Linked DNA regions of Muntiacus reevesi: region 1 is linked to region 2. The links are chromatin contacts, called in public Hi-C maps. All regions are on one chromosome and are shown on one strand. Each heading gives the region's core, a stretch centred on a gene start, on an enhancer-like site or on the middle of the called end of the contact. The rest is flanking DNA. Distances are from core to core; before and after follow the strand shown. Region 1 holds the start of PROSER1 (proline and serine rich 1). Region 2 holds the start of COG6 (component of oligomeric golgi complex 6).

Region 1 (5,393 bases), core at 1,869-4,368, 450 kb before region 2:
AACTAGATTTACGGGAGGGGTCACTTTCTAGTACACAGAAATATGGACAGTACTAGTATATAGTACCTTCTAGTATATAGAAATATGGTCAATCATATTCCGCTCCCCCCGCCCAAAATCAACTAATCCCTTTGCATTCATTCCAGAACAATCATAATTGTACTTTCTACATGCATCATGCTGCTAGAACACCATCACCAGTCAACACAGAAACATGCAGGGAGCTTCAGTAGTTGAATTTCATGAAAAAAGGGAAGGGAATGGGATTCTGGATAATGTACTCTTGGGAGTTTATTATTGCCACTATTGGACACAATCAGAAGCAAGTTTCTGGCCCAAATCCTGGACTGTGTTGATGCCAAGTCATGTCTTAATTCTTTCATCAGCACCTGAGAGACCCAGCTGTATCCCCAGGCACAACACCACAGCTTGGAGTCAGATCCCTGACCTTGAACACTGAACCCTCTCCCTCATCAGCTGGGTCACTTTGAGCTGGCCAGTTAACCTCCAGAGACGAGACTTGCCATCTGTAAAACCAAGGGTATAGAGCCTACACCTGGAGAGCTATTAGGCGGATTAAGTCAGGGAACACATGGAGAAAGTGCTTAAAACAGGCACACTCTCTAAGTGCCGAATAATGAATATTATTATTAGCCTCTTCTTAGAAAGCAGGTTACATAGTGCCTTCCCCCCTCTGTTCTTCTTCCTATTTCTTTTTCTAGTGTCTTCTTACATGCCTTTGTTTTTAAATGACAATACTGACAGCTAGTATTACCTACAGACATAATGACACTCAGGAAGAGATTGCCTGGTTTAAACTGACTTACATTTACAAAGTCTGAGAGCAATTTTGAAAAGCCAACAGTAACTCTCATACTTAGATACACCATACTGTCATCCTATTTTAATAACCTAGTACTATGTTGATGTATCTAATTATTTGGCACAGGCAGAAAAAGATTTCATCTTGATTTCAGACCAGAAATAAGGGACTTATGTTATGAATTTGACTTTAATCTCTAGAAAAGTTTCTATCCCTTTCATTAGTATTTACCATGTCATCTTTCCACAATTTAGCAGGGAGAGAATATACAAATCGACACCCTAGAGCTTCCAAAAGAAATCAACTCCTCTCCCTGAGCAAATTGTTGTTAAACAGTAGTTTAACATCAGCTCATTAACAAACTGTGGCAAATTCTAAGTATGTACTGAACAGGCTGACATTTTATTGCAGATTTTCATTGGGCAAATTGGATTTGCAAAAGCAGAAATTTTATTTTGATTCAAAAAAAGAATACTCAATAGCATTACAAATGTAAACTAACAAGCAAATTTGAAAAAAAAATTTACAAAGGATGAAGGAAAACAGAATTTTGCTTTATACAGAATGAAGAAAAACAGGCAATTTTATTAATAATTTCATAAGCTGAAATAAATAATAATCACCAGTGCACAAGGTAACAAGTCTTTCCACTTCAATCAAGGGTCTTGAAAATATGAAAATGGCAAGGAAACAGCCCTGAAATTCTAAGCAAAGGACCCTGTATTAACATACGAATAGTTAGTCTTTTCAGGTTTAATTTTGTAAAGGCTTAACTTTTTGCACTTAAAATACTGTTAAGCCTCAAGGTTACATTCCAATTTTTTTTTATTTTTTGCTGTCTACTGGGATGTAGGCTACCTACAATAGTTTCAAAACGAAGCAAAAACCTGGCAAGCAGAAGAAAAAAAGCTTTGAAATGCAAGTTACTGAAGCCATTCCTAAGAATCTGCCTTTAAGCTTAATGTCACACTTTTTATTAGGATACTAACTTTGTCCCGCGAGGCAACAAATACAGTCTTACAAACTTAAAAATCCTGTCATCATAACCACCGTTAAAGGAACTTTTTACATATTTCTAGTTTTCAGTCATTCTTAATCTTACTGAAAGATGAGGAAATCGCTTAGAAATACGAAATCACTTATCCAAAATTACAGTGATTCAAGATTTGTAGGGCGGGCTTGGGAACCGAGGGCTCTGAACATAAGCTCCGCAATACCGGTCTGATTCTCAAGCAGTTGAGTTAGCAAAAAATCTCCGTTTTGTATCGTGAAATGTATCAAGATATAAACTCCTACATTAGACGTTAAAATTCCAACCAGTTTTGCAATCCTCAAATTCGTATTTTACACAATCTGCTCGGGGTCCCCCAAACAGAACATGAGATCATGAGAATTCGTAACTCAAAGATTGAAGGAATTAAGTGCAATTACCTTTCTAATTTCATCCAGCACCATTTCAAAGGACTTTTTGTCCATCTTGACTACTATCTCGAAGAGGTTTTAACCAGTTACAGTTTCAATTACAAAACGTTCATCCCCGGTCCGCTCCGAGAGTAAAAAATGTTCCCAGCCAAGGAGAAAGACTCAAGGAGCAGGAGGAAGGATGCGCCAAGAGGTAGAGGACTTCAAAGTCTGCAAAAATTTCTAAAAATGGGGACTTATAAAAACTTTTTATTAAAAAACAAAACAAAACCCGTCAGGCTTCCCCGGCTTTTTTACACAAAGCTTCAGGACCGCTTGGGGAAGAGCCGGGTCCTCTGAGTCCCGCAGAGAAAACCCGGCGTTCGGTGGCCGGAGGCAGAGCGTCTGTCCCCGCAGAGCAAGGCCAGAAGCCGCCAGAGGAAGATCGGGGAAGCCGCCTTCCCGGGTGCAGCGGCCCGAAAAGCAGAGGCACCCGCGCCCCGAATCCTGTGGCCGGCGAGGAGGGAGGCACCGGCTTCTCGGCCCGCACCAGCGTCTCGGCTGCCCCTCACCGCCGCGAAGCTGGCCTCATGGCCCGGCTCTCGCTCACTCCCCGCAGCTACCGCCGGACTCCTGGGTCCCGCAGCCCGGGCAGCGGCGGCCTGGCCGGCTCTTTGTTACCATCTGCCACCGCTTCCGGGAGCGGGCCGGCGGCCGGCGAGCAACGGGAGCCGGGCGAAGGGGGTCACGGTCTCGGGTAGGGGGGCTCCCGAACACCGCAGCGCCAACAGCGCCGGGAGCGCTTCCTGGTTACCCCCACGGCTTCCCCCGGCTCGTGGGGGACCTTCGATGGAGCCCGTCGCGCCCGAGTCAACTCAACTCTGCGCCGCCAGATTAGGCCCCTCTCTCCAGAGAGCCCAAGAAGGGGTCCTGGTGTGGGAATGTAGGTGTCCCTGTCAGATGCCTGTAGGTCTCGGAATTGGATACGGTAGAAGTCCTTACCCAAAGCCTGGAAGTTATTTTTGAAGGGTCATGCCCTTAATTCTAGAGTTTGATTGTGCTCGTTTTTGATTGGTAAGTCCAAATTTAAAAGAATGTACGTCGAGTGGTTAAGGCATATCCACGGGCACCCCGATTTTGCTGGACTGGAGAGGTCCACCGCTTGGATGGGCGGAAGGGCGGTCACGTGGTAAGCCCGGGGCTTGTGACGTGGAGGTGGGGAGGGAACGCGCTGGGAATGCGGAATCCCAGTGGGGACTGTGTTTCGCTGTGATGTCCCGTGGTTTCTGGTTCTGAAACCTCGGGCACCCGGGGTAGGCGCTTTGGAGCTAAGAGCTCACTGCCGCGACGAACTGCGAGGACCTGAGACTGTCCTCCGGCCCCCAGCCGCCCGCCAGTCCTGCCTCGCCAGTCTTCCCGTCCGGTCATGACGAGATTCTGGGTCTGCATAGCCGGCGCTGGCTTCTTCCTAGCGCTTCTGGTTTTGCATTCGCGGTTCTGTGCCTCTCGGGTGAGCTGGATGGTTAGGAAATGGCTTCTCGGGTAGCAGCACTCTTGGGAGGTGGTCTTGGGATGGAGATGGAGCTGGTTCTCTCACTGGCTGGTCTCAAAACTGCACCTGAGGCCGAACCGCCGACGAGTTGCCTCTTGGCGTTGAAAAGTTTGTAAAGTGGTGTGTGTGTTCGGTTGGGTCTCACTCTTTGCGACCTCATGGACTGTAGCCAGCTGGGCTCCTCCGTCCTTGGGATTCTCCAGGCAAGAATACTGGAGTGGGTTGCCATGTCCTCCTTTAGGGGATCTTCCCCACACAGGGAGAGAACCTTGGTCTCAGGCATTGCAGACAAGATTCTTTACAGTCTGAGCCTCCAGGCAAGTACACTGTCAGTTTCCTTATTTTCTCTTCCTCCCCAGCTCCCACCACATCTGCACTTGGCTTTTAAAGTTTCCTGGAGAGCTGAGGAGATTCTTTACCGGCTGGATGTGGATTGGCCGAAGTATTCAGAATACTTCACTGGAGCAACATTTTGTGTTGGAGTTGACTCCCTCAACGGATTGGTTTATGTAGCCCAGGTAAGTAAAACTGGGATTTTTGTTTTTAAAGTTATGAACGCAAAGAAAACAGCTTTCCTATGTTACTGTACCAAGTATCTGTGTACGTTTATGTTACGCCAATTGTGGAATTTGTTTTTTTTAGTTAAAGTTAGTGTTTTGGTTTTGAGCTTGATAGGGGTTAATATTGTTTGGTTTTGTAAACATTACATCATATCTTGGTTAACCTTTGACTTCTGTTTCTCCTTGTGAAAATAATGATTGCTTCCTTAAAATTGATCATATCTAAGCAGTTATTTTTGTATACCTTCAGAGAGGGGATAACATCCCAAAGGTATTAGTGTTCACAGAGGATGGATATTTCCTACGAGCCTGGAATTATACAGTTGACACACCTCATGGTATATTTGCAGCCAGTACACCACAGGAAAAATCCGTCTGGATCACGGATGTAGGAAGTGGTATGTGTAGTAATCTCTCTTAAATTATCTTGCTAGAAACCTCCTCTTTGCCCATGTTCTTGCTTGTCCATTTTGAAATCAGAGTGGCTGAATCTATTTGTAATTTCTTCAGTGATTTGTGAAATTGCCTTTCTAAATTTTTATATTGTAGTTATGTGTAATTGAGACATTTAACAAGGAGGCTATCATTATTGTGATCTTTCCTTTAACTTGTCACAGGACTTTTGCCTGTTAAAATATCAGTTGCTCTTCTTAGACTACTTCTGTGAAGGCAAATAAATTGGTAGTCTCTAAAAGCTTATAAATGGGGTCTTTGCCTGTTGTTTCCCTTTACCACTTGTCTGAGAGATTTTGCTGAGAAACCAGAACTGCATTCTTGCCCAGAGTGCAAAATTTGCGGAAACTGCTGGTGGTGTGAATGCTTCTGAAGTCCTACTGACTTTAGCATGTCTGAAACCTTTCCATTAAATAATTTTATTAGAGTGTGCAGGTGGTGCTAGTGGTAAAGAACCCAGCTGTCATTGCAGGAGACGTAAGAGACTTGGGTTTGATCCCTAAGGTGGGAAGATCCCCTGGGGGAGGACATGGCAACCCACTCCAGTATTCTTGTCTGGAGAATCTCAGGGACCAGGGAGCCTGGCGAGCTACAGTCGATAAGA
Region 2 (4,724 bases), core at 423-2,922:
TATTTGGATGCTAAATAATAGAAGCTGTGGTTTTTTTTCGACTTTCCAGGTGGCTCAGAGGTAAAGGACCCACCTATGCAGGAGCCGCAGGGGACACGGGTTTGAACCCTAGGTCTGGAAGATCCCCTGGAGAAGAAAATGGCAACCCACTCTAGTATTCTTGGTTGGGAAATCCCATGGACAGAGGAACCTGGAGGGCTACAGTCCTTAGGATTGCAGAGAGTCGGACACGGCTGAAAATGCACTTGTGCTTTTAATAGAGGGAAGAATATAGAGGATTGAATATTCTATTTTATTCTATGATTCACCACATATGGCTTTAATAAATGCCATATTATATTTTGATAAAGTCACAGTGAGCAATATGGTGTGACTTCCACCTATTTCAGACACTAAAGAGCAGGAAAGCTTTAATAAAAAACCAAAGGGGGAGACAGGGAAATTGATGAGGCTCTCCTTTCAATTGCTACTTGGAAGGCAAGAATGTCTGCATTTTACACTTAAGCATGGTTCTTCTGCGGTTATATAAAAATGCTTTATTCTTTTACATATAAGTCTTTGTTCTCTCACTAAATTAAAATATTTAGGTCAGAGCTTGCCTCTAATTCTTTCAGTGTCTATTATCGTAAGGAGTTTAATATACATAAATACCTTTACATTTTCACTAAAAGAAAACCTTATCTTCAATAAAATTGTTATATATAAATATTATACATAAACATATTTAAATAAATACATATATAAAACCTACGTCTCTGATGAGGCTTACCTGAATATTCGTTTTTAACTGCTGGAAAATATTGAACTGTTTAAAAGTATTGATTTCCAACACTTAGCTTAAAATTTACAGTTAGCCTTACAAAAGAATAATAGGTGAATATTAAAAAGCATATAAATTGCTTTAAACATCCTTAAATTTTACAGTAATTTTCCTGTCTTCATCCTACTATATTTCTAATTTCCAAATTATCTTGTTCCTTTTTATTACAATTGCAAATTCAGAGAAGTACAAATAAACACAGAAAAGTGGGCCCCCTACCTTAATGCACTCAGCTAATATATTCAGTAACACATAAGGGAGATTAGAAAACTTCAGTCTATTTGGAAAGGTACAAATGAAAAGTGTAAGTCTGTCTGCCAAAGGAATGCCATCCTAAAAAGAAAAAAAAAGCCCAAATTTGCACGTACCGGTATTTCACACACACACACACACACACACGGTGATCACACTACACACACTGCAACGCACCTTGCTTTTTTCACATACTGTATTTAGGAATTCTTCGCGCATCCACAGTTAAATCTCCTTCACAGCGGAAGACGGCTGCACAGTATTAAGTGAACTTAACTAGAATTAGCTTTAACTGAACATATTTGCCCAGGCACAGGTCTCAGTGTATGTAAGTCTAGCTCAGACTTTCACAGACTGAAGGATTACGAAATCTCTTTAATCCCATAAACCGTAATATCCCAGCTCTACACCTGATTTGAATTTCAGTCCACTTTGCAAACGCAGTCTCGCGTGAGTCTCCTCCTTCCGGCCTGAAGCCGTGCTCCGCCTCCTTCGATTTCTCTACCCCTCCCACCAGCTTCCTAGGAGGCAGGCTGAACAGCAGTGGGCGGGGCACAGCCGTCCGAGGGCGCAGGCGCGGCCTGTGCGCGCATGCGCGCTACGCGGCTACTGGCGCGTCCCTCCCCTGGGCTGAGGTGGCCGGCGCCTCTCCGGGGGCTGGACGCGAGGCACTATGGCCGAGGGCAGCGGGGAAGTAGTCGTAGTGCCCGCGACCGGGGCTGCCAACGGCCTCAATAATGGGGCCGGCGGGACCTCGGCGCAGACCAGCAACCCGCTGTCGCGGAAGCTGCGTAAGATCCTGGACACCCGGCTGGACAACGACAAGGTGAGCGGGGCTGGAGGGGCCGAGGGTCGCGCATCCCTGGGAGCCGGGGTTCGGGGGTGGTCGTCTGTCCGGCGCCCTCGCTCGGGTCTTGTCCCCGCCTCGAGGAGGGCACCCCAGGCCCGCCGGACCCCCAGGTTGCGTTGCCGACGTGGGGCAGATGAGAAGGGGGAAGCCGAGGAGACCCTGGAGAAACGAAGAGGTTTCCAGGGTGTTACCTTTATTTAAAAGGGTTTCTCGAAGATTCTGGGTCAGGAAGGCAAACGGTGGAAGAGGGGTTCTCCCTGACCCCGACAGGTGTTGGTCAAGCCATAACGGCATAAAGGGAAAAAAAAAATGTAGAAGTGAGAGTTTTATAGGTAAATGTGTAGGCATCTGACAGTAAGCTATCGATAAGACTTTGTGTATAAAAGATAACATTATACTATGATGAGTAAGAAAGACGGTCCACATTATACTGTGAGGACTAAGAAAGGTGGTCTCTAGGACCACCACTTACTAGATATAACCAGCAAACTGGTGCATTCTGGTTTGAGTAAGTCCATTAACTTTTCTAAGCTGATGTTAAATCTCTAAATTGGAAACACCGCAAGTTACTTTGTCAGGGTTGTTGCGAGGGTTCAATGAGAGAAACCAGGTGAAATGCTCAGCACAGGGCTGCAGTTGTTGTTTCTTGTTAATTCTCAATAAATGTTAATTTTACACAGTTCATTAAGGGTTTAAAGTGTCTATTATTGACATGAATCTTCTCTTTTAATACAGCTGCTCTGGTAAATTAGCATTATTTCTTTTTTACTCATGAGAAAAATAAGTTATGGAGAGAGTGTCTGGGTTCATTTGCCCCCTAGTCTGTGTGATTTTGTTCATTTAGCATTTACTGACCACTCATTTAGCCACGACTCCAGGACGTATCAGGGCTGTGTTCCAAAAAAGAAACAGCTTTATTTTATCTATTTTTTGCCATAAATATATATAGCTAAAGATATTTTTTCTGTCTCTTAAATATTAAACTGAATATAAATAGCCTTACAGTTTTTATCATTCCAGTCATTCTTTAAAATTGAAGTATAGTTGATTTGCAGTGTAGTGTTAGTTTTAGGTGAGCAACCAGATGTGTCCAGTGTTTTTATGATAGCGTAATCAAAACATGGAAAGTTCAGCCTGTTTGAACATATGTTAGTTGAAGTGTAAGAATTCTCTCTGTAGGATTTAGGGTGCTATTGGACACAGTGGGCTTGGTCTTCTGCCCTCTACCCATGTTCTCTTTGTTAAAGAACTCTCTTAGTCTCATAGCTTTTTAAATAGTAAAAAGCATGATGATTCTCTAATTTCTAACCCTGTTCCTGACATCTCTACCAAGCTCCAGTTGTTTACATGACATCTCCAGTTGGATACCTGATCCATATCACACAGACGGCATGGCCAGAATTCTTGATTTTTCTCCAAACTGGTTCTCTTCCCCTGTTAGTAAAGAACCTCACCATATACCCTTCATGCAAGAAGCATATAAGTGCTTTTTTTATTCCTGTTTTCTTTTCCCCCACATCTCACATCCAGTTCATTACAAATCCTATAGGCTCAATCTTGAAAAATATATTCTAATTTTTTTGGAGTATCTCTTTTTTATCTGCTTAGACCATCTTGGGCTAAGCCACTGACCACTATCAAATCTTGCTTGAATTATTTTGGTTCAGAAGTTGTCTCAGAGAGACCTTCCTCTCTTAAGTCTAAGTTCAGCTCCCAGTTACTCAGTTCCCAGCCTAGAAGCTACTGTTAGTACTTATTTTTTAGATATAGCCTTCCAGAGTTGGTTTATGCAGGCACCAGTAAATATGCATGTACTGTACATAGTCCTTTTTTCTTTTTTTTAAACATTTGGTGTTACAGATGTTTCTGTAACTTTTTGTTTCACTTACCTGTATCTTGAAGCTCACGCTATGTAAGTACATACAATGGCTGTTATCAGTCTCTTTAACCAGTCCTTTTTAGATGAACATTAAGGTTCTTTCTAATCTGCAATTTCAAACAATTCTGCAATGAATAACCTTGTATATATGTCACGATGCACAAGTAAATATGTCCTTACTGTGTTTCAGAAATAAGTTTGCTGTTCACTAATGTGAAGGTCTTCCGGTATTTTTTGGATTGTGTAATGGAAATAAATTCTTGGGAAATGATTTCAGTAATTTTTGCCTAAGATTAGAAAGACATTTGAAAATTGGCCCCAATAATATTCTTTTATTACCAATTATGTAGGAGATGTTGGAAGCTCTTAAGGCACTGTCAACCTTTTTTGTTGAAAATAGTTTGCGGACTCGAAGAAATTTACGTGGAGATATCGAACGCAGGAGTTTAGCCATCAATGAAGAGTTTGTAAGCATTTTCAAGGAAGTGAAAGAAGTATGTAAACTCTTTTCATTTAGCATTTATTGAGCGCTTACTGTATGCTTGGCTCTGTGCTAAGGTTTTTATATATAGAGTTGATGTGCTTGCTATTTGTGTAGCATGTTCAAATAGAAAATTTAACTATTAACAATTCCTTCAGCAGCATCTTTCTTTGGACTGATGCAATTTCTAAATCCGTAACCTCCACAAATGCTGCTTCTTAGAACGTTGAAACATTTGCTCTGGGAAATTCTTTTACGAATTTTAGCATTTTAAACAGCAACAGAAAACCATTTCTCTGAGTGATTTTCCAGTAGAAATAGTCTTTCGTTGAGTACACCTCCCTTGGATAACTATTTTTCCACTGGAGATTAATAGGGACTGAGTAACCTTACTGCATCCTAAATTATGAAATTTTCAGATTAATTAAAATCAGTTACTTCA

Evidence for each region. Hi-C and Micro-C count contacts between places; a contact is called where the count stands out from the background.
Region 1: a Hi-C map of blood shows a contact between it and region 2, with 4 times the contacts expected there. The contact joins the promoter of PROSER1 here to the promoter of COG6 in region 2. A contact is called at or near these places in 2 of 3 Hi-C or Micro-C datasets (blood and muscle).

The regions. Positions count from the first base shown.
Region 1 is chr11:21,658,632-21,664,024 of mMunRee1.1, reverse strand. PROSER1 (proline and serine rich 1) reads right to left here and starts at 3,118. Exons shown (of 13, transcript XM_065902110.1): 1 at 2,255-3,118. The coding sequence starts at 2,299. It overlaps NHLRC3 (NHL repeat containing 3), which reads left to right and starts at 3,446. Exons shown (of 7, transcript XM_065902086.1): 1 at 3,446-3,734; 2 at 4,136-4,294; 3 at 4,587-4,734. The coding sequence starts at 3,651.
Region 2 is chr11:21,209,562-21,214,285 of mMunRee1.1, reverse strand. It overlaps COG6 (component of oligomeric golgi complex 6), which reads left to right and starts at 1,672. Exons shown (of 19, transcript XM_065901886.1): 1 at 1,672-1,898; 2 at 4,152-4,295. The coding sequence starts at 1,746.